7 separate regions of the Mus musculus genome follow, and all the other regions are linked to region 1. Evidence: chromatin contacts called from public Hi-C and promoter capture Hi-C data. All regions are on one chromosome and are shown on one strand. Each heading gives the region's core, a stretch centred on a gene start, on an enhancer-like site or on the middle of the called end of the contact. The rest is flanking DNA. Distances are from core to core; before and after follow the strand shown.

What was found. Promoter capture Hi-C pulls out the DNA fragments that hold promoters and counts their contacts. Hi-C and Micro-C count contacts between places; a contact is called where the count stands out from the background.
Region 2: a promoter capture Hi-C map of liver shows a contact between it and region 1, with 5 times the contacts expected there. The contact joins the promoter of Ccdc107 here to the promoter of Slc25a51 in region 1.
Region 3: a contact with region 1 is called in a promoter capture Hi-C map of pre-B cells, with 4 times the contacts expected there. The contact joins the promoter of Reck here to the promoter of Slc25a51 in region 1. A contact is called at or near these places in 2 of 39 promoter capture datasets (liver and pre-B cells).
Region 4: a contact with region 1 is called in a Hi-C map of CD8 T cells, with 2.9 times the contacts expected there. The contact joins the enhancer-like site here to the promoter of Slc25a51 in region 1. A contact is called at or near these places in 4 of 39 promoter capture datasets (the C10 cell line, liver and pre-B cells), 6 of 484 Hi-C or Micro-C datasets (CD4 T cells, CD8 T cells, centrocytes and 3 more) and 4 of 115 datasets of contacts at active chromatin or transcription factors (the 230-238 cell line, large pre-B cells, pro-B cells and 1 more).
Region 5: a contact with region 1 is called in a promoter capture Hi-C map of liver, with 2.8 times the contacts expected there. The contact joins the enhancer-like site here to the promoter of Slc25a51 in region 1. A contact is called at or near these places in 4 of 39 promoter capture datasets (the C10 cell line, liver and pre-B cells), 3 of 484 Hi-C or Micro-C datasets (CD4 T cells, centrocytes and muscle stem cells) and 1 of 115 datasets of contacts at active chromatin or transcription factors (large pre-B cells).
Region 6: a contact with region 1 is called in a promoter capture Hi-C map of pre-B cells, with 5 times the contacts expected there. The contact joins the promoter of Coro2a here to the promoter of Slc25a51 in region 1. A contact is called at or near these places in 2 of 39 promoter capture datasets (hippocampal neurons and pre-B cells).
Region 7: a contact with region 1 is called in a Hi-C map of B cells, with 9 read pairs. The contact joins the promoter of Melk here to the promoter of Slc25a51 in region 1. A contact is called at or near these places in 1 of 39 promoter capture datasets (pre-B cells), 1 of 484 Hi-C or Micro-C datasets (B cells) and 2 of 115 datasets of contacts at active chromatin or transcription factors (large pre-B cells and microglia).

What each region holds. Positions count from the first base shown.
Region 1 is chr4:45,407,359-45,410,452 of GRCm38.p6, reverse strand. Slc25a51 (solute carrier family 25, member 51) reads left to right here and starts at 1,687. Exons shown (of 3, transcript NM_001009949.3): 1 at 1,687-1,758. It overlaps Gm46852 (a long non-coding RNA gene), which reads right to left and starts at 1,063. Exons shown (of 3, transcript XR_001784277.2): 1 at 976-1,063.
Region 2 is chr4:43,491,874-43,494,967 of GRCm38.p6, reverse strand. Ccdc107 (coiled-coil domain containing 107) reads right to left here and starts at 1,603. Exons shown (of 6, transcript NM_001037913.2): 1 at 1,432-1,603; 2 at 1,209-1,360. The coding sequence starts at 1,537. It also overlaps Rmrp.
Region 3 is chr4:43,874,024-43,877,117 of GRCm38.p6, reverse strand. It overlaps Reck (reversion-inducing-cysteine-rich protein with kazal motifs), which reads right to left and starts at 1,588. Exons shown (of 21, transcript NM_016678.2): 1 at 1,413-1,588. The coding sequence starts at 1,512.
Region 4 is chr4:44,155,368-44,158,461 of GRCm38.p6, reverse strand. The region is part of intron 2 of Rnf38 (ring finger protein 38); the gene reads left to right. Among named protein-coding and RNA genes, the nearest start is that of Mir5106, 64 kb to the left of the region's middle. Within about 2 kb of position 1,516, at least 50 of the 459 cell types and tissues checked have an H3K27ac peak or open chromatin away from gene starts, as enhancers often do. A contact at or near this core is called in CD8 T cells and muscle stem cells, where this site is marked.
Region 5 is chr4:44,178,261-44,181,354 of GRCm38.p6, reverse strand. All of the region lies in intron 2 of Rnf38 (ring finger protein 38), which reads left to right. Among named protein-coding and RNA genes, the nearest start is that of Mir5106, 41 kb to the left of the region's middle. Within about 2 kb of position 1,439, at least 21 of the 459 cell types and tissues checked have an H3K27ac peak or open chromatin away from gene starts, as enhancers often do. A contact at or near this core is called in liver and muscle stem cells, where this site is marked.
Region 6 is chr4:46,600,298-46,603,391 of GRCm38.p6, reverse strand. It overlaps Coro2a (coronin, actin binding protein 2A), which reads left to right and starts at 1,463. Exons shown (of 12, transcript NM_001164804.1): 1 at 1,463-1,575.
Region 7 is chr4:44,299,330-44,302,423 of GRCm38.p6, reverse strand. Melk (maternal embryonic leucine zipper kinase) reads right to left here and starts at 1,507. Exons shown (of 18, transcript NM_010790.2): 1 at 1,352-1,507.

The DNA of each region.
Region 1 (3,094 bases), core at 438-2,937:
GAGCTGAGGTCTGAACCCCGGTGGTCATAGGATAGGGAAACTCTGGCGGGGTGTGGGCCTTTTTTCCCTTTTCCCACTTCCCCCGGGCCCCGTTTTTTTGTTCCCACACCTTCTCAAGGGGAAAGCCTCTCATACTTCTGCTTTTGTAGGCTTTGGGTCCATCAGACTCTGACCTCCCTTGGAGGTACCTGCTGCACAGCTGGCACCTCCTCAGGGAGCCATGACTGTACGTGTGGCAGAGGACACTAGCAGTGTGGCCCAACCCAAAATCAGGAACTTATTTTAAGACTTGAGGGTTGGGTGCTGGAGAGGTTGCTTGGTCACTCAGTTAAGAACATACACTGTGCCGGGCCGTTGGTGGCGCACACCTTTAATCTCAGCACTCGGGAGGCAGAGGCAGGTGGATTTCTGAGTTCGAGGCCAGCCTGGTCTACAGAGTGAGTTCCAGGACAGCCAGGGCTATACAGAGAAACTCTGTCTCGAAAATAACCAAACCAAACAAACAAACAAACAAAAAAAGGGGCTGGGGACTTAGCTCAGTGGTAGAGCGCTTGCCTAGCAAGCACAAGGCCCTGGGTTCGGTCCTCAGCTCTGGAAAAAAAAAGAAAAAGAAAAAGAAAAAGAAAAAGAAAAGAACATATACTCTTCTTGAGTCTGGCACCCACATGGGACAGTTCACAGCCTTTAATAATTCCAGGATCAAGAAATCTGAAGCCCTATTCTGGCCTCTCTGGGTACTTATACACATGTGCTAACAGTAGAATAAATCTATTTTCTTTTAAAAAAGAAATGTTTTGTAATTTTTTTTCCTCTTAGGAACTCATTGACTGGATCTCTAGGCAAACTTCCTTAAAGGAGGCTTTGAAATACCAAGATTGACACTCCCGTTTGCTGACGCTAGAAGGCGTGGCCTAGGAGGCGTGGTTTCCGACAGCTTCAGAAACCTGTAAACACTAAGCAGGCTGGGTCACCCACCTGGAACGGTGTGTAATGGTGAGATAATCCCAGTCCTAAGAGGCAAGCTGGTCGCACATTCAGGAGTCTGCTGAAGAGCCTGCCCACGAAGGCTGACTTTGTCCTTTCTGTCCACTGACATTTATCGCCTGTGGTTCTGCAAATCAGAACCATTGTTCAAATGTCACAACATGGAGGAACCCACTCATGGAAGAGACGAATAACTTGCCAAAAGTCACTCAAGGGATGTCACGGCTATAATTCTGACCCGGCTCTCCTAACTCACAGCAGGGTTCTCCTTCCAAGACTCCACAAACTGTGTGTGCATCTAAGGAAAAAGAGGCTAGCTGTATGACCTCATGTACAACTCAGGTGTCCTGTGAAGTGCGGTGACAAAGAGCTCTCCACCAAGCTTTGAGATCGCCTCATCAGAAGCTTTCGCGCCTCCACGCACGCGCTATCTACAGCCCTGGATCTCAACAGACTACACGCTAAATGACGCGCTTGCTGTTTTGTGGAACAACGAGGCCACCGTATAACTTCAGCTTAAGTCAGGGGGGCGGGGAGACTAGCGGCACCCCCACAGCCTGGCAAAAGGTGCGACAAGAGTCAGTACCGGACCGGACGCAGTACAAGGCAGCTATAGCGCTACCCAGACCCTGAGCGAGGCAGGGCCCTGGTCACGTGGCTCGACGACGTCCCGCCCCGCCCCGCCCCGCCCCTGCCTGGGTCGGACCAGTCTGCGCCTGCGCGGGCGCGGGCTCGCTCGCCAGCCGTCCTGCGGGCTTGCGCCCCGGGCCGTGGGTGAGTCCTGGGTGGGGTGCGGTGGGGAGCGGAGGCCGCTGTGCTGCCCTAGCTTCGGGCCAGAGAGAAGGGAGGCTTGAAGCAGGGTCGCGGGCTGCCGAGCTCCAGGTCCTGCGCTCTCCACGCGTCCGGGTCCCGGCAGCTGCGGCCCGGCTCCGGCCGAGGGCCCTGTGGTGCTGCGGCGCGCTCCGGCAGGGAGGCGCCCACAGCTCGGGAGATGCAGGCCCCGGGGGATCGCGGTGGCCCGTGGTTCCCTTTGTCTGCCACCCGCGGGATCGCGGCGGCCCGTGGTATCCGGTGGTGCTGGCCATTCCGCCCAGCGCCTCTCCGTCCTCCCCGAGTGGGCAGATGGAAGCCTGGAGAATGCTCGTTCCGAGGCACCATGTTTCATCACGCAGGAAAGAGTCTAAGGCGGGCGGGTGGGTGGGCGGGCGTCAATTGTTCCCTTCTGTGCGGATTGTTGTAGCTAGCTTAGGTAGAGGATGGCAGCGCCTCGGCCATGTTTACGACTTTTAGCTTAACCTTTGTCTTGGCCCCTACAGGCTGCCCAGCTGGTCCTAGTGCCCACCTTCTGGTTGTCAGTTTTTACCTGTTGTCTATTGAGCAGAATGAATTGTGTGTGGAGTTACCGTACCAAAATGGATCTCCGGCGCCTTTGCTTTGAAAGGATTTGAAGACTCGGATCCAGGGCACATGAGAAACCAGAGTCGTCACCCTTAGCGTTTCTTAGGGCGACATGACACTTCTGACAAGAATTGACTCTAGTCTCCTTTGTCAGATAGAAGCTAAGATAATGGGTTTTTTTGTCACAGCTGTTGCTTTGCATTTGCAGTGGTAAAATCCTGCTGTAACTAGCACTTGAACCCTGCCTGACCCTGGTTTTGTATGCTGACTCAGACCTGCTGACTAGTGGGAATTCACGTCTTTTAAGAATTACAGTCACCCTTTGCCCTGTTTTTGGTCAAAGACCTTTGTACTAAGGTCATATCTGGCTTTTGCATATCCCTGTGGGCTGAAAGTTACATTGAGTATTTAGAATTTACACTGTGCTTACATCACAGAAGTTTGACCCTTATTGGATCAAAGTGGATTTTGCTCCCTTGTGTTAGGTTCGGTGCCTTACAGCAAACTAGAGCAGTCGTAGTAAATACATTTTATAGTAAGTTGCAAAAGATTATCATTTGGAAGTATTTAAATAGGAACCAGTTTATCAGAGTTAAGTTAGTGATCTGAGTGTTGTTATAAAACATGCCATGTTTTAAAGTTTATATATATATATTTGGGGAGGGAGGTTGGGGGGCTCTAATGTGCCAAGGCGCTTGAATGGAGGTCAGAG
Region 2 (3,094 bases), core at 354-2,853, 1.9 Mb after region 1:
GATTGCTCTTACCCCAGCCTTCTTATTTAGCATCCCTATACCTCGCTGCCTTTGAGGTAGAGTCTTGCTAAATTGTCCAGATGGGCCTTGCACTTACAATCCTCCCTCATAGTAGTTGGAATAATAGGACTGTGTCACCAGTTCCTGTACCCTCAGTCTTTGCTGGTGAAAAAAAAAATCTCCAATCTGTTCAATTCACATTATCCCATTACAGATTAAAAATCTAAAACAAAACAAAACAAAAAACCCAACAACAAAAAGTCTATATAGTGCTCTTTGCTCTAAAAGGCAGTGCCCTATGGTTTATTTTTAGGATACAATTCTCCCAGTGCTCTGATAGGTAGATAAAGCACAAGCCTCCTTCAGAACCTTTAATTGGAAAGTGGGTTATCATAACACCGTGAAACTGTCAGCCGCCATGCCTACCTCTCTTCCACGGGTCCCGCTCCTCTTCTCAACTGCTTATGTATTCTTCTCCATGCATAAGACAGAAATACTGGTCTCGAACTCACAAGAGCTGTTCCTGCCTCTGTCTCCCCTGAATGCTGGGATTAAAGGCGTCTAACACTACGCCTGGGTAGAATTTATTAATCTATCTTTAAACTCCAATCTTCATCCTAGCCTGTCAAGTCTGCCTGGCTCTTTAATCTCATCTAGTTTTATGTTACTAATTAGTTCAGCCTCTATTCCCCTGTGCAAGTAATTGACCAGAGTTGAAGATAAAGCACTGGGTGGTAGGTTCCACTTTCCATGTCAACAGTTTCAAAGTAATCAGAATGTACAGTCAGTTCACATTTCAGGGTTTCCTTCCTAAGGAGAGCACGAAACGGCTTGGTGTCTGGTCCACTAGACACTCTGTTGCTGCCGCGATTAACTCCTTGGGCCAAGGTTGGAGCCTCAGCAGCAACTTCTTTTTTTGCATACTGACACTAGTTGGGTTAAAACCCCACTTACATCAGACACTAAGTGGATGAGCTCCAGATTGAAAATCGATCGTCACTGGAGAGAGGAGTAAAAGTAACGGTTTCTACAATTTCTCAGCCCCCTACATCCATTATCTCTCTGGATCCTCGAATGCCCCAATAATGTGGAAAAACCAAGGAACGAGCCTTCATTTTACAGGTAGCCGGGAAGCGGTTGTTCTTGGTACTGTAGCGGCCCCAGGAGATTAAGGCCCAGGGCTCCCACAACCCACCGCCATACCGCACCTGCAAACACTTGAACAGCACAAAAGCCACGACGGCCGCGGTGTACAGAGCGCCCAAAGACAGCGATCCGGCCCGGGCTCGCTCGCGCTGATCCTTGGGTGGCGGCTGCCGCCGAGGTTCGGTGGTTCCCGGACTGACCTGGGAGCCCCGTTCTGTGGATTAAAGCCATCGGTCAGTTTCTACTAGGCAGTCCCAGCCTCCCTCCAGCAGCTCTCGCAGGTACCTGGGTGTGCCCCCAGATCGGCGCTGGGGCGCTCCCCAAGGACTCCAAAAGGCGCAGACACAAGCAGCAGCCCCAGAATACTCAACACGGGGCCAGCGCCCTCCATGCCTGGCCCACCAGAATCGCACGCCGGGTACCCCGCGTTCCAGCGCTGGGCCTCCGGCCGTAGTGCGCACGCGCAGGAGACCACGCCTACATCGGGGGGGCTGAGTCCCTTAAGGCGGCCACGCCCATCTCAGGATGGGTTTAAGCAATATTTGCATAAACCACGCCCACCTAGCGTTCCTACATTAATTAATGACCTATCTATTTATAGCTTTCTTAAACAATTATGTCTCCAGAATCTTTCAGGATAAAGTATCATGCCTAAAACAATGGCTCATTGTTTTTCTACCTAGAGAGACCAATTTTCTCACCATAACCAAAAAATTAAGCCTGTTGTAGAGTCATAAATTAGTCGCGCCTAGAAGCTAAGGCAGCTCGCTCTGAAGGCCTGTTTCCTAGGCTACATACGAGGGACATGTTCCTTATCCTTTCGCCTAGGGGAAAGTCCCCGGACCACGGGCAGAGAGTGCCGCGTGCACACGCGCGTAGACTTCCCCCGCAAGTCACTGTTAGCCCGCCAAGAAGCGACCCCTCCGGGGCGAGCTGAGCGGCGTGCAGCGGGGCGTCATCCGTCAGCTCACATAGTGACGCAGGCAGTGCGACCTGGCTCGCACCAACCACACGGGGCTCATTCTCAGCGCGGCTACACTTTTATTTATTTATTTTTGTTTGTTTGTATTTTGGTTTTTTGACAGGGTTTCTCTGTGTAGCCCTGGCTGTCCTGGCACTCACTTTGTAGACCAGGCTGGCCTCGAACTCAGAAATCCTCCTGCCTCTGCCTCCCGAGTGCTGGGATTAAAGGCGTGCGCCACCACGCCCGGCCACTTTTATTTCTATACAACCTTCAGAGCCAGATGTGAATGTACTAATTAGGAAATCAAGGTCACCCTTTCCTAAGAAAAGAAGAAAGAAAACGGAGACAAATCTGAATTCCTAATTTATTCTTTAATAGCTGTAATTCTTTTTTTAGACTGCTAGTCCAAAGAGAGCAAGACTGTGGGTTTTGCTTTTTTGTTTTTTTCCATTTTACTGTCCGAGCCTAGTCACTTGTTGCTAGGGGAACTTGAGGAAGTGAATGAAATTAATGAATGAATGTTCACAGCGACTCAAAAGGCAAATATACAACTAGGTCCTTCTGGGTCTCATGTAACCTGGGCTGGCTTCATTCTCATGTAGCTGGAGCTGGCCTAGAACTCCTAACCCTCCTGCTTCCATTTCTCAAATGCTGGGATTATGTAGTAGCAAGCACATAAGATTCACAGAGCTGCCAGATGTGGCACCACACTCCTTTAATCCCAGCAGTGGGGAGACAAAAGCAGACAGATCTCTATGAGTTCAAGGCCTGGTCTACATAGTGAGACCCTCTCTCAAAACCGAACAAAAGGAATGAAGACTGAAGTGTGGACACTATGCCCCTCCTTAGATTTGGGAACAAAACACCCATGGAAGGAGTTACAGAGACAAAGTTTGGAGCTGAGATGAAAGGATGGACCATGTAGAGACTGCCATATCCAGGGATCCACCCCATAATCAGCATCCAAACGCTGACACCATTGCA
Region 3 (3,094 bases), core at 339-2,838, 1.5 Mb after region 1:
CTCTGGGTCTTTGATGGTCTTAGGTGACACCTGTGAAAGGATCATCGGACCTCCCAAAAGGGGTGGCGTCCCACAAGTTGAGAACCATAGATGTAGACGGTACCATATATAAGAATGTGGATATTAAAGTAAAAAAAAAGATTAAGGCTAAGTAACTTACTGAAGTTTTCCTAAAAGCCCTACTCCACAACAGTGGGATAAGAAGGGGGTAACTAGTATTCTTTAGACATCTTTGGACTAACTAGAACACAGAGAGATAAGCTGGATTAGTCAAGAATTCACAGTATTCTTTCGTCCCTTTTCTATTGGTTTCCTTACTAGTTTATAGTTAAATTTAGAATTCAAATAATTAACTAATCCCAGGTTCCTGTCACAATCTTCTTCAAATGCCTTCCTTTAAAATAAATAAATAAATAAATAAATAAAGCATCAACCAAAACTCCTTAATTTTAACTTCTCAGGCTTTCTTGAAAACTTCCTTGAGACTGGGTATGTTTTTCCCCTGAGTGCCTCTCCCTGTAAGCAACACACTCCTCCGTTACTTTTGTTATAAAAATTCCATTCATCTTTCGATGGCTAGTATAGGTAGACACTCGGTTTTTCTCATCTTCTAGGTGAATGTCAACGTTCCTCTGTGCACATGCAGCCCCACCCGCATCTCTCCTCTGAACCTGTCTGCCTGAATTCAAACTGCTTAGCGCTCCTGTCTTCCACCACCTATCAGCCTGAGGTGTCCCGGGAAGCACGAGTTCGTGTCACATCCGAACGCTGAGCAAGCGCAGGAAGGACAATCCTAAGCGGTCAAGCTTTCCATCCATCTCTGGTGCAACTGCTTTAACAGAGCCCTAGAACACACCTCTCTCCCGAAGCCAAGCCGCCACGGGGTGATTTATCGATGTGTAGTCAACCCCCACCCCACCTTACCCCATCCCCCAGCCGGGTCTCAGACCCACGGTGCACCCGCCAGGCAACCTTGTGGACCCTATCAAAGTTCACCGCCACTCAGGCCAAGTCAGTCAAATTAACAAGTGACAACAACTGACTGGGCAGCAGCAGGGGAGCTGCACCTACGTATCCCTTCCGCCCAGCGGTGCTATCCGGAGCCCAGGCACCTCCCTGTTTTCTGACAGGGACCCTGGCCAGGGACCAGGGTCCGGCAGGGCAAGGGGCCCCTGTCTGGGAGGTGACAGAACAAGGCCTCGAACCCCAGTCACCACCCCAGGGTTCGCAAGATCTTCAGGGAGAAGAAGACGAGGGCGGAGAGCGGCCTCCGGGTCGGGCTCCAGCCCGGCGTTCCTGACCGCCGCCCGCGGGTCTGGGGGCACGCGCACCCCGCCCCCGGCTCCGCGCCATCTTGGAGCGCTGAGGCACTCCTCAGGACCGCCCCGATCGTGGCTCCCGCGGCTACTCACCCGCGCTGCCCGGGGCCAGGCCCCCCGTCACCTCCGCGACCCCCGCCGCGGCCAGCAGAAGTAGCAGCGCGCTGCGCGGGGAGGCCCGGACGCTCGCCATGTCCGGGCCGGGTGGGTCCGAAGCCGCGGGATGCTCGGACCCAGCCTGGCCGTAGCAACCCCTGGCACCAGGCCCCGCCCCCGGCGCCTTGGCTCTCTGGTGATTGGCTGCGGCTCGCTGAAGCCCCGCCCCGGCCGCTCAGAGTTTTCAAAACCTCCCGGGGGGCGGCAGCGCGCCCTGGACCCTGGCTCTTTGTTATGGGCCAGCTGTGTGTCGCCTTCGGACTCGGGCTCCCGGGCTGCGGTCTTCAAACGGGAAGTCAGAGGCTGGAGACCCCTGTGGAATGCCTCTGTCCCGTGTCGGGGCACATAGGGGGTGGGGAGCCCGCAGCTCAGGGGCGACTGGCCTGCCGAGATCACTCTGCAGGTCCGTCTGATTTGCAAGGGCTAAGTCAAAGCTGAACTGTAGGGCGTGCACCCCTAGTTGAATCCTCCAGAACACTCTTACTATCCTGTCCAAAGGCTGCCTCGACCTAAAGAAGGCGTGTTACCTGGCCTCCCCTCAAAGCCAAAGGGCTCTGCTGAGGGCACGGATTCACAGGCTGGCTTCGCTGTTAATACCTATTGCACTCAGAGAAAGGGTCAGGGCAGCCTGTATGACTAGACTTAGAGAGCCTTGAAATTCAGAATTGGTTCGAGAGGATTTGGAGATGAATCTTTGAGCAGCTACTCCGGAGAATGTTCCAGAGGACCTAGGAATCAAAGCGAATTCATTGTGGAGAAACGCCCCCCACCCCCCACCCCCCCCTTTTTCCTGGCTACCTGGCCCTTGAACAGATAGCTCGTCCAGTTTAGAGACTTGCTGTTCAGAAGTGAAGCCAATTGCTTATTTCCAGATTCCTCTATTCAGGTCACTAACAGCAGCTTTCTCCTGCGACAGATGGTAACTATGACTGTAATGAAAAGAACAAAGTCTTGACACCCTCCTCGAGTCCAGATTGTACACTACTCCCGACTAGCCCCGTGTCTGTGGGTGAGGACATTTTTACTTCTGAGCCTCCCCCCCACCCCAACCCTCATGCTGGCCTTCTTGATAAGATTAATGAACGTATTGTGTTTATTTACTTATTTTGAAGACAGGATCTCATACAGCTCAGGCTGACCTTGAGTTTACAATGAAGCCAAGGCTGGCCCTGATTTCCTGATCAAGCGCACAGGAACCCAGTCTCATATTGTATTTAGAATGTCTCAGACAGTGCTTGACCCAGTGAATAATTGAGATATCTGAACTCAGGCCATGGGGCTAACTGGCTGAACGTATTTCCCACTCTGCCCCTACTACTTTGTGCTTCTTCAAAACAACAGACTTTCTTTATTAAAAACACTGAGGACAAGCCGGGCGTGGTGGTGCATGCCTTTAATCCCAGCACTTGGGAGGCAGAGGCAGGTGAATTTCTGAGTTCAAGGCCAGCCTGGTCTACAAAGTGAGTTCCAGGACAGTCAGGGCTATACAGAGAAACCCTGTCAACAAAACAAAACACCACTGAGGACTGTATTACATCGTTTCTGCCCCACCCTCTTCCCTTATCAACTAAGGCTTTACTTTCTGGAACAGTTCTAGGCTCATAGCCCAGCTGAATGGA
Region 4 (3,094 bases), core at 267-2,766, 1.3 Mb after region 1:
TGAAAATGAGTACTGATACACTAAAACCATCTTTGGGTTATTAAAAGATTGCTCAGATTTGCTCATACAAATCGCTGGCTGTTGAACTTTGACTATTTAAAGAGAAATGCTTAAGGTTGGCATGTGCTGTGCATACCTGCAGGTGATCCAGGACTCTTTAGTCTGGTATTCCTTTTAGAATTTGCGCTGGATTCTCTGTTATGTGTGTATTGTGTTACTGTTTTTAAATCTCAGAGTAAGCTAGGCATCTTGTTTTAAGTAAGGAAATAGGCTTTAAAAAGTTCAAAGTACACACATCCATCCAATTATTTGTAGAGCAAGGGCCTCATCTGATTTTAGCTGTGTTGTGTTTACTATATCACACTACCTTTAGATATTCATATTTCTGTAAATATATTTGTAAGTATTTAGCACAACATAACTTTTAGGAGGCATAGTTGTTTGTAAATTGTGTGGCACATTGACTACTGGATTGTTGTTTGTTTGTTTGTTTTTTGTTTTTTTGTTTTTTGTTTTTTTTTTTCCTGAGACAGGGTTTCTCTGTGTAGCCCTGGCTGTCCTGGAACTCACTCTGTAGACCAGGCTGGCCACAAACTCAGAAATCCACCTGCCTCTGCCTCCCGAATGCTGGGATAAAAGGCTTGCGCCACCACTGTCCAGCTGACTACTGGTTTTGATTACAGCATTGAGTGCACATAGAAGCTCAATATAGTTAGGTGACTGATGCTTAAGAAATTTAAAGCCAGGGTTAGCAAGTGCCTCTAATTCCAGCACTCCTGCGCCTGAAGGAGGCAGATCTCTGCAAGTTCAAGATCAACCTGTTCTACATATTGTTCTGGAACTGCCAAGGCTGTGTGTGTGTGTGTGTGTGTGTGTGTGTGTGTGTATGTGTATATGTGTATATATATATATATGTATATATATATATACACGTATGTATGTATGTATGTATGTATGTATGTATATAGCTTTATCCCAAAAACAAAACAAAACAAAACAAAGAAACAAAACTGGAAGGAAAGAAAGGAAGGACAAGAAAGAAACTTTAAGGCTGGATATGATGTCATGCACCTTTAACCCCAGTTTGGGAGGCAGAGACAGGCAGATCTATTGAGTTTAAGGCCAGCCTGGTCTACATAGTGAGTTTCAGGCCAGCCAGAGCTATCCTGTATCTAAAAAATAAATAAAATAATTTTTTAAATTGCTAAACAATACATTTAACGACAGACACTAATAAATACTTCTCATTTTCCGTGTTCTCCATATTCTTTTGAAGGTTTCAGGAATGAATATTAACTTTTAACTTAGTAATTACAAGTGCAATAGATTGAAACCCTTGTTTTAAAAATAAAGTTAAAAGTTAGATCTAACTGTACTTGGCGTTTTCCTATTTTGCTTTTTTTTTTTCCAAAGCTGTTGGCAGTTGAATTGAGATTTTTGCCCATGTTAGTCATGTGCTACACCCTCTAACTAGTCATGTTATACCCTCTAACTAGTCATATCGTATACTCTAATCCCTGGGGTTTATTGAAAAGTAAGAAGTATTTTAATTTTGTTTATAGTGTTAGTCTTACTCTACTTTAGAACAAGGCGTTCTACTGTATTCTTTAGGGGAGAACCAGAGAGTTTTCTCTACTCATTTACTGCCCGGGATAAGAAGCAGGTGGATCTTAAGAAGTCCTGAGAAATACTGATACACCGGCTCATTCTCTGTCAGAAAGAGCATCATTTGTTAGCTTCAGCTGTGCCTCTCCTCTTAGAAACCCTGCTGTGATGTAGACATTACTCAGCATCGCTCAGTGGTAAACAGCACTTCCTGTTCTTACCACGAAGAGTGGAGTTTGCATCCCAGTTCCCACTAAGACAGCTCACAAATGTTTGTAATTCCAGCTGTAAGGAATCTGAAATCCACAGACACATGTAATGAATAAAAATAAAACCTTATTACTACACGAGAAGGAGATTTCCAGAAAGCCATCCCCTTAGTCTAGTCTCCTGACTGGCTTTCCATAGATACCTTTTACTTTGCCTTCTTTCTAAATATTTTTAAATGATTGTGTGCATGTGTGTGGGCATGTATATGTGTGTGGGCATGTATATGTGTGTGCCCACCCCTGGAGCTAGAACATGGGCAATAGACCCTGAGAGCCACCTATATGAATAATGGGCTCCAAGAGCAGTATGTGCTCTTAAATGCCAAGCCATCTCTCCAGCCATTTATTCATTTAATTTGCTTACAAATTAACTTACTGATTTGTTGGGTTTTTTTTTTTAATAATAATTTGTTAAAATTTTGAGCCAAGGACTTGCTATGTTCAGCTGGTATAACAGGTCTCTGCTGCCAGGCTCAACCTTTTTGTTTTTTTCTCCTTTCTCAAAACACCCTCTGTTTCCTAGGTGAGGTTTCCATTTTCCAAGAACTCCGCTCCCCGTAGCTTTCCTTTAGGCATAAAGTAACTATTTATATTGTTAACGTTTACATATGGAGTTTGACATATGGCTCATTGTTAGGACAGTCGTAGCAGAGAAAGTATTGTTCTTTATCCTTACTCTTGTTTCTGATAGTTTTCACTAGCGTGGAGACAAGGCAGCTAGGTTGGCAGGGCCCCCCAAAGATCCACCTGCCTTTGCCCTCCTAACACAACCATACCTCCCTGCCTAAAGTGATTCTGGGGCTCAGACCCAGCTCCTAAGCTTGTAAGGCAAACACTTTACTATATATATTGGGCTATATCTAATTAGTAAATAGATTCTTCCCAATGTTGTGACCCTTAATTTCACTGCTACTTCTTAACTGTAATTTTGCTATTGTTAGGAATCATAATGTAAATATCTGGTAGCCAACCCTGTGAATGGTTGATAGACCCCCACAGGTTGAGAACCTCTGCCCTAGCCTATCACCAGTGTTAGTGAACAAAAGCTTTTGTCATTTATGAACTTTGGTGACCAGTTGTGTCACTCTGTTAAGTATCTGTGCTTTGTTCTTGTTTTCCTTGTGTTGGTGCAGAGGTCAACCTTCTTGTACCTTGTCTTTTGAGATAGGGTCTTACTGGCCTAGATCTTCTCATAGTAGATTACACTGGCTGGCCAGACA
Region 5 (3,094 bases), core at 190-2,689, 1.2 Mb after region 1:
ATCTTGAAGCCCCTTGATTATACCTTAATAGAGAAAGCTTGATTAGCTTAAAACATCAATTTGAAAAAATTTGAGCAGTATTGATCCATTAAAAAAAAATAGCAGTTAAAAGTAAGATGGATCCCTTGTCTGAAATGATTAGGACTGGAAATGACTCAGACTTTAGAATATTTCACAGATTTCCTTCTTGGACATAGTTAATCTGAAATTAGAACACTCTAAATGTTGTTTACCTTTTATTTTTAGTGTGTGTGTACATGTATGTGTGTGTGCATGCGCACCCAGATGTCTTTATCAAGTAAGCAATTTTGCTTTCAGCCCCTCTAAAAGTTTTGAGTACCTCAGAGCCCGGCCCTTGGGAAGCTAAGGCAGGAGGACTGGGAACTGGGCAGACAGCCTGTGCTAGTGAGCCTGTGCCTCAGGAAGCTAAGCAAAGAGGGTGTAACGTGGGCGTGAGCACAGAGAAAGGGAAGGGCCCCCCTCTATTGGACAGAGTCTCATGTGACCTAGGTTGGTGGTCAGTTCCTGAGCATTCTCAAGTCAGCCTCTCAAGTGCACGAATTAAAGAGTGTCTCCTGCTACCCAAATAGAGGCTACACTTTTAGTAGAATTAGTATCATAAATTATTAATCTGTTCTAAAGCGTCAAAGGGAATAATGTATAGTTAATATAGGACCATGAGCCAAAACATGTTTGCTATTATGGTACGTGCTTTGTGTTAATGGTTAGCGGCTCATAACTAACTCCCCAAGGCATGTCATAGGAAATTCTAATTTTGTCTCTGACTTCGAGCTGGCCATAAAGGAGAGTTTTGACCTACTTTATTGATACAAGTGGCAAGGGCCTTCATTCTCCAAATCTACGAGGAAGAGCATCCTTAAGAATTTGGAGAAAGTTTTCAACTAGCAGTAGTTCTCCAGATATACTTCACTGGCTACAGCATTGCTGCTGTGCAAATTAAGACGACTAGAGATCTGAGCAACCAGACGTAGACCTAATGATGTTAGGGTATGGTTGCCCATGCTTCAGTCATCCCACACAGTGATATCGATGAGAGAATCCAGTGGCCAGGCTTGGAGTACTTCCAAACAGAACATTTTTGTAGAGAGTTCACCCAGAGAGGGTAGGGAAGCTCTGTGTCCCTTGCCTCAGCCTATCATCTCTTTGTCCATATTCTTTGAAATATTCTTTATGATTCGAAGCTAAGCATGTTCTCTGAGTTCTGTAAGCCAATCAAGCAAAAGTGATCATACCTGGGAGTGGGTTGTGGGCAACACATTGTGTAGCTTGGTATTGAGAAGCACAGGTCTCAAGTTGAGGCTCGTGCCAGCCAGCATCTGACGTGGGAAGTTGTGCAAACCTAAGGCCAGCCTGCTTTACAGAGTGCAGTCTGTGCCAGCCAGGGCTGCATAATAAACTCTGTTTCAAAACAAGTCAGAGAGCTCTTCAAGTGCCAAACAAATAACAAGCTGTGTGAGGAAGGGTTCCAGGTTGGGGCTGAGCCCTAAGCCCGTGCGTGGGATCTGGCACTGTCCAGGGAGACAGAGAGAGCTGAGGTGAAGTACCGGTGGGCTGCCACAGCATGGCTTATTTGTTGGTAGGGAAAGAGCCTGAACTTTTCTGTGATTCTGAGATTGGAGAAAAACAAGTACCTTGCCCCCTTACTCAGCCGCAATATTTAAGCCAAAAACTGTTAAAACAGTAAAAAGGAAATGATAAAAGCCCAGGGAAAAAGTGTACTGATGCTGTAGGAGGGTTACCACTGCAGGCTAGTGTGCTGGCCAGCAGTATAGTCTGTTAAATACATTGCCTCAGAGGCTTTTTATAATAAGTTCTATTATTCCTTACAATGTTGCTACAATGGCTAAACAGTCTTCTCAGGTCACACTCAGTCTCTCACAAGGTCACACCCGCTGCTCCGTCCTCATTAGGAATCCTGATCAAGTAGGATGGGCTTTTTCCATGTCCATGCAAGGTGTTGGCGAAATTCATTCCCTCAGCTTGCGACTGAGGATCTGACTGACCTCTTACACTCATCCAGCCAGCAATGCTGTCATGTGATCACAGTGTGCCTCTCTGCTAACCAGAAGACCCTCTCTAGACAGCTCAGAGGAGTATTATATAATTTAACATAGTTGTAGGAATGAATGACATCACCTCATTTTTACCATGTTCTTCTAGCTAGAAGTTAGTCACAGGTTCCTAGTGTACTCCAGTAGGAGGGGATTCCACAAGAGCGGGGACTAGTTAGTGACCACCTCAGGGTATGCACGTAGTTGAAGGGGGAAAAATGAGATGGAGAATTTGAATAATACAGTTAGCAAGCTGATATTAATTAGTACCTATAATGTTTAACATGTTTTAAAATTTTAGCAACAACTTTATTGAGAGGTAATTCATGTGGCATAAAACATAACACTTTAAAATATATGTATGTGTGTGTTTAGTGTCTTTGTTTTGAATTACACTTATCATTTTTCCATGTGTGTGTGTACATGTACACATACCATGATGGAGGTCAGATGACAACTTTCAGGCATAAATTATCTCGTTTTATCACGTGGGTCCAAGAACCAAACTAAGATTGTCAGACTTGCTGGTAAGTCCTTTACCCACAGAGTCATCGAGCTGGCCTGCTTTTTAGGATTTTCAAAACAGTGTACAACTAGATCTTCACCATCTAATTTTAGAACATCCTCAAACTCTAACACATCCCCTCCCCGCCCTCCCCTCCATCCATTAACAAACAAACAAACTTAGGGTCTTAGTTAGGGTTTTACTGCTGTGAACAGACACCATGACTAAGGCAAGACAACATTTTCATTGGAGCTGGCTTACAGGTTCAGAGGTTCAGTTCATTATCATCAAGGTGGGAGCATGGCAGCATCCAGGCAGGCATGGTGCAGGAGGAGCTGAGAGTTCTACATCTTCATCTGAAGGCTGCTAGCAGAACACTGGCTTTCAGGCAGCTAGGATTCAAGTCTTAAAGCCAACACCCACGGTGACACACCTATTCCAACAGGGCCACACCTTCTAATTGTGCCACTTCCTGGGCTAAGCATATACAAACCATCACAAAACCCAAATCCATGAT
Region 6 (3,094 bases), core at 214-2,713, 1.2 Mb before region 1:
CAGGAGAATGAGTTCATGGGTTCTTCTTAGTTCATAGACAGTCTAAGACCGACCTGGGCTATGTGGGACCCTCCTTAAAAAAATTAATAAATGGGCTGGTAAAATGCCTAAGAGGGTGATAGTGCTGTCTCAGGAGCCAGGCAGCCTGAGACCTGTCCCCAGGAACCATGTAAAAAGCTGAATGCAGCCCTCCTACTTGGAGATGGGAGGCATCTGATATATTGCCCGATAGCTCAGGGACAGTCAGCCAGGAATATGTAGCATTGCAGAAATAAGATGAAAGGAAAGAACTAACTTCTGAAAGTTTGCACACACACACACACACACACACACACACACACACACTCGTTAAAAAGTGACAAAAATGTTTTAGATTACCATGGACCCTTGAGGGCAAAGGTCCAACTGCTGCGGTTGTGCGCTGTGTGCTTCTGCCAGTGCAGCTCCAAGCGGGATGCAGGGGGAATTCAGACGTGGGAAACCCACAGCTCTAGGAAGAAAACCGGCCCAGGGCCCTGTGGTTCAGCAGGAACTAGAGGAAGGCTTTAGCGACTGCTGTTCTAAAGTGATCAAGGACTCACCAGAGCTGAGTGTGGTGGTGTAGTCCTACAATCCCAGCTCCTAGAGGCTGAGGGAGGAAGATGGCTAGTTCAAAGCCAACCTAAGCAATTTAGTGAACTCTTGTTTCAGAAAAAGAGGAGAGGTCTCACAGTGTAGCTCAAAGGTAGAATACTTGCCTGGCAAGCATATGCACGGTCCTAATGTTCAATCCCACCATCACAAATCATACACACACACACATTAAATTTGTTATAGAGCCTACCAAGAACTCAGCTAAAGTCTCAACTTCTTGTCTATGAAATGGGAGTATTATGACTACATTGAAGGCGTTGGTAGATCAAATGTAATAAATTGTGTTCTTAGTTAACAATATATACAATACCTACTTTGTGCCAGGTACAGTGCTAGTCTCCCTCCTCCCCCCCGCCCCCCACCAAACACATCACTACAAGACACGAAGAACACTTTCCAAGACAGGTGGTGTGGCGTGGTTATTATGAAAGATATGACGTCCTATCTTCCATATTCAGTGAGCACCCGGCTGAAAGAGGGAGCGGCTTGGACGCAGCGCCCCCTAATGGCAGCAGTGGGAAGGATCTCCCGGATGCGCAGCCGCCCTCCGCTCTCCAGTTCTCCCGCCGCCTGCAGAGCTGCGGTCCCGGCGCTCGCTGCGGGATCCAGCTTCGAGCCATCTGGGAGGCAGGCGCGATGACAGTCTCCATCTCAGCAAGGGGAAACTGAGGTTCGGGACCCGAGTCCCACCCAAAGCCTGCGGCGAGAGCGTGTCGGAGGCGAGAGTGTGTGCACGCGGGACGGGAACCGAGCTGCGGGCGACGGGCGGCGCACAGGCGGGGCCTCTCCGTCCCGCCCCGCCCCGACCCCGCCCGGCCCGGTCCCGCCCGCCGGGCTGCGCGGGGAGGCGGCGGCACTGGGCGCGGGGACTCGGCGGGCGGCGCGAAGCGCGGAGCGGGAGCCGGAGCCGCCGCCGCCGCCACCTGCGCGGCAGCCAACAAGGTAGGGTGGGACCGGGCCGGGCGGGACGCTCGCTGCGCCCGGGCTGCGGCTCTGTGGCGGGAGGGATGCTGTCCCCGGCGTCGCGGAGACCTATCCTCCAGACCCCCGCACGATCTCACACAAAGCTCTGCCCCGCTCCAGTCCTCAGTTTCCCCATCGGGATACTGGTGCGGCCGCTCCCTCAGTGGGTGACTAGGAGCAGCGACCCCCAGGTTCGCGCTCCAGAGGTTAGGGGCCAGTCCTTACCGCCCGCGCCTCTTGCGGCGGTGAGCGGCCCGCCCTGGGCGCGGCAGCCAGTCTCGACAGGCCCCGGTGTGGCCCAGGTGCCCCGTGGACCCGAGTCGTGATTGTTCCTGTCCTGGCTGGGTTACCCGCGGGGGCCTCAGCTTCCAGTCCCGGGAAACGGTGGAGGAGGAAGCATCCCTGAGTCCCTGCCGAGGCGACCTGGGCGCGCGGGTGGGGCGAGCAGTCTGCTACCCAGACCAGGCTCATCGCCTGGAGCTGGAGGAGGAGCCCCGCGCTGGCAATGGCCAGATCTCAGCCTCAGACCTGCCTGGACCCGAGCCGAGCAAACACCCACCTGCATTCGGGCAATGGAGAAGGACGTCCTGGTCCGCGCCCTGGCCAGCTGCCGGAGCCCAGTTCTGCGTACCAGCCTGGTGGGACAGGGTTGGTACTACCACACTCGGTCCTCAGTCCACTTGCCAGGAAAACAGTGTCTCCGGGGGTTGGGGGACTGAGCATGTATCTAGGGGTGCAGTGACTCCAGGATCTTTAAAGACCTCTGGTGTAGGGCTGGGAAGTTCTATAAGATGCCTTTTGATGAAGGTCTTATGTTGCATTCTTCTCGAGATGGGGACTCTCACTAGCGAAACTGGGGAATCTGGTCCCACTGTGGCTGCAATCCTGATAGTGTCCCTTAGCTAGCATGTGGCCCTTCTGTCTCAGAGCCTGCTCTTCTGCGAATGCTCCAGGGACTTGTTCATAACCACCTGTGCCTCAGCACAGGAATGTGTCCTTACACGTCCCTCGCCTCCAGACATCTCTTGAGGGATGTGGAGGGAGAGAAAGGCTTAAGCCCATCTCTGGACACTTCTGCCTCATTTCCTGACATCTGTCCCCACTAAGGAACAGGCTCAGCACCTCCTGATCGCCTGTCTCCCTCTCCCTCACCCAAGGACTTTCTTAAGGCTAAAAGAGGAGACCCTTCCCTTTCCCCAGGCCAGCGCCGGTAGTGAGCCCTACGTCATCTAAGTGTACAGGCAGAGGGCTGGGTGGGCATCATAGGGTGCTGTGCGTTGCCAGGGCCAAAGCAGTGTGGCAGGGGACCTTGCCCTGTGGCCCCAACCTGGAGCTTCGCTGCAAATGAGTGTTATTATCCCCTCATAAAGGGAGACTAAGTATAAGTGTGGCTGCCAGAGCCCAGCGCCAGCTCGAAAGCCTAAGTACCACCTGAGTCCCCTGTCATTGGGAACGTTTGTGATCTGGGAGGCTACAGTGATGGCGCATGAGCAGGCAG
Region 7 (3,094 bases), core at 258-2,757, 1.1 Mb after region 1:
GTTGGTGAAGAAATGGGGTATATGCAATAGAGACACTTTTCTGAAAAAAATAAGAAATTAGCTAGATATTGGGAAATTTGTGATTCTATTAGATAACTGTGGTACATGCCTTTATACCAGCACTCAGGAACAGAGGCAGGTAGGTGCATCTCTGTGAGTTAGAGGCCAGCTTGGACTATACAGTGAGTCCTCATAAAAGGCAAACTGAGGGTATTTTGCTACCAGTATGGTGTTATTTGAGCCATGCTATCACTTACTACAAAACACATTAACTTGCCTCTCGTGCTCATTGACACTGATCTGGTCATTTCAGATGAGAGTGCAGAATGGCTTACAACCTGGCCTTAGAATACAGTTGAGTGGCGGCACCCTTCTGCTCCTTTGCGGAGATTTCTGAGAGCAGCAATAGAGGCATTCATTCCCAAAAGCATTTAGGGACTAACCTGTCCATCTAGTTGGTTCATAATAGATAAAAGGGACAGAGCCACTGTTTCCACGAAGGTGTTTAAGAAGAAACAGAAGCCAAAACATGAACAAAAGTTGGGACTAAATTCTCTAGCCAACGTTTCAGACCCCTCTGAAACCCTCTCTTCCTCCTCCTCCATTAACCACAGAAATCTACCTAAGGTGAGACTAGAACACTCACTACCTCACCTTAGTGTGAGCTCCTGCCTTGGGATGAGAAGCAGGGAACTGCTCCCCTCCACACCCTTCTTGGCAGGAGCCACCTGGCTCCTCCATTTACTGCTATAGCCTCTGGGCGTCCTTACAATACGAGTCTCGGGCCACTTGCTTTAGAGGTGCAAGGTGAGGAAGGATTTGGGCTCTACAAAGGGGTTACACACATTTCTCTTTTAACTGGAATACCCCAGAAAACTGAGTTGAAAAGTGTAAGTGCCTCAAAGCCCATCTCTGAATCGCTTTTGCAGACAGTCAAAAGCACTGAAACAGAACTGGAAATTCCCATTATGGGAGCCTCCGGGGCGTCAAATGCTCTGTCAAACTTTATCAATTACCCGCTGAGCGGGGAATGGGGAGTGGGGAGCGCTCACGCCTGTATCTCCTGCGCTCAGGAAGGTAAGGCAGGAGGATCCAGAATTCAAGGACCACTTTGGCTACAAAGTGAGTTCGAGACCAGTGAGTTCAAGACGCAAGATACATCTCAGAACCCGAGACAAAAAAAAAAAAAAAAAAAAAAAAAAACTACCATCCACCATCTGTGAAAGCCAGGGTCGAAAAACCTAGACGTTCTCACAGAGAACAGTGCTGATGGGTGGAACCCCAGGGAAACTCCGTCTCCCGGCCACGCCCCACGAGGCCCAGAGTGCGGCCCGAGGACGGAAGAACTGACCTGAAGGGCAGCGGGCCCAGCAAGGACCGAACAGGACCGAACAGGACAGAAGGTGAAGCAGCCGGCTGCAGAGTCTAGCAAAGCCGGAACAAGTCGGTGGGAATTTCTGCAGGATTCAAGTTCCAGCAGCTTCCGCCCGCCAAAGGAATCAAACCTCGCGGGCCGGAAGAGGCGGGGCCCAAGGGAGCCCAGTCCCAGGGAGGTGGGGCGGGGCCGGGAGAAAACTGGGCGGAGCGATGGTGGGGCGGGGCGAGATAGGCTCAAACTTTTGATGGGATACTAAATGTGTAGGATGTCAAATGCTCAGGATCGGTGATGGTGAAGACTTTAAGATACTGACTTAAGCCTCAGTACATGGGAACGCCAGGGCCAAGAAGTGCGAGTGGGAGGGTAGGGGAGTTGTGGGGGGGGGAGGGTATGGGGACTTTTGGGATAGCATTGGAAATGTAAATGAAGAAAATACCTAATTTAAAAAAAAAAAAAAGATACTGACTGAAGACTTAAGGCCTTGCCTCCTTCTTTCTTTTTTTTTAAGAATATTTTTATTTTTTTAAAAATACCATTATTCTTCGACACTTTCATACACGTATACAATGTATGTTGATCATATCCACTTTATTCTCCCTTCTTGCTCCCCACACCACCCAAAACCCTCTCTCATCTTCACTTCCTTTTTTTTTTTTAATAGTTTGCCTTTACTAACTGCAGTGTGCATATCTCATAGGGACAAGGAAATTTTTTCCAGAAGACATTGACTTGCTAAGTTTTCATATTTTAATCCCAGCACTTTGGAGGCAGAGGCAGGCAGATTTCTGAGTTCGAGGCCAGCCTAGTCTACAGAGTGAGTTCCAGGACAGCCAGGACTACACAGAGAAACCCTGTCTCGAAAAACAAAAACAAAACAAAAAAAAAAAGTTTTCATATAATTAAGTTTTTTATGTTCTTAATTTTTCATTACATTCATTTATTCGAGTGCGTGCTTGTGGGAAGGGGGGCACGTGTCACTTCACACCTGTGGCAGTTAGAGGACAACTTTCAAGAGTTGGTTCTCTCTTGCCACCTAATGGGTCTAACTAATCAAGTCAAGCTGTCAACTTGGTACCAATTGCCATTACCCATTGACCCCTCTTTCCCCTGATCTTTTTCCCCCTTCTGGTTCATGGGAGGGCTCTCCCTGGCCTTGGCTATTCTAAGCAAGAGCTCTAACATTGTGCCACTTTTCCCTGTGCATCTCATAATTCTTACTAAAATCTGTTGCTATAAGTTATAAAACCTTAGGAACTAAATTAACTACCCATCAAGATGCTAGCAATGTGGCTCATGGGTAAAGATACTTGCCACCAGCCCTGAAAACCTAAATTCAATCCCCAGAAATCTGACTTCCTCATTTACCCCTCCCTGCAAACAAATACAGAAATGATTTTTGGAAAAAAAGAAAAAGAAAAAAGAAAGAAAGAAAAATTCAATGCGCCATAAACACCCAGTATGCCAATAGAAGTATTTTTCATCATAGCATCCCTATTATACCTAGTCATGAGCTTGGTCATTATAAAACTTACATAGGTTGCATGAGTTAAATTGTAGTGACAGCCCAAACCAGAAAAATATTAGAGCCGGGCGTGGTGGCACACACCTTTAATCCCATCGCTCAGGAGGCAGAGGCAGGCTGATTTCTGAGTTCGAGGCCGGCCTGGTCTACAAAGTGAGTTCCAGGACAGCCAGGGCTACACAGAGAAACCCTGT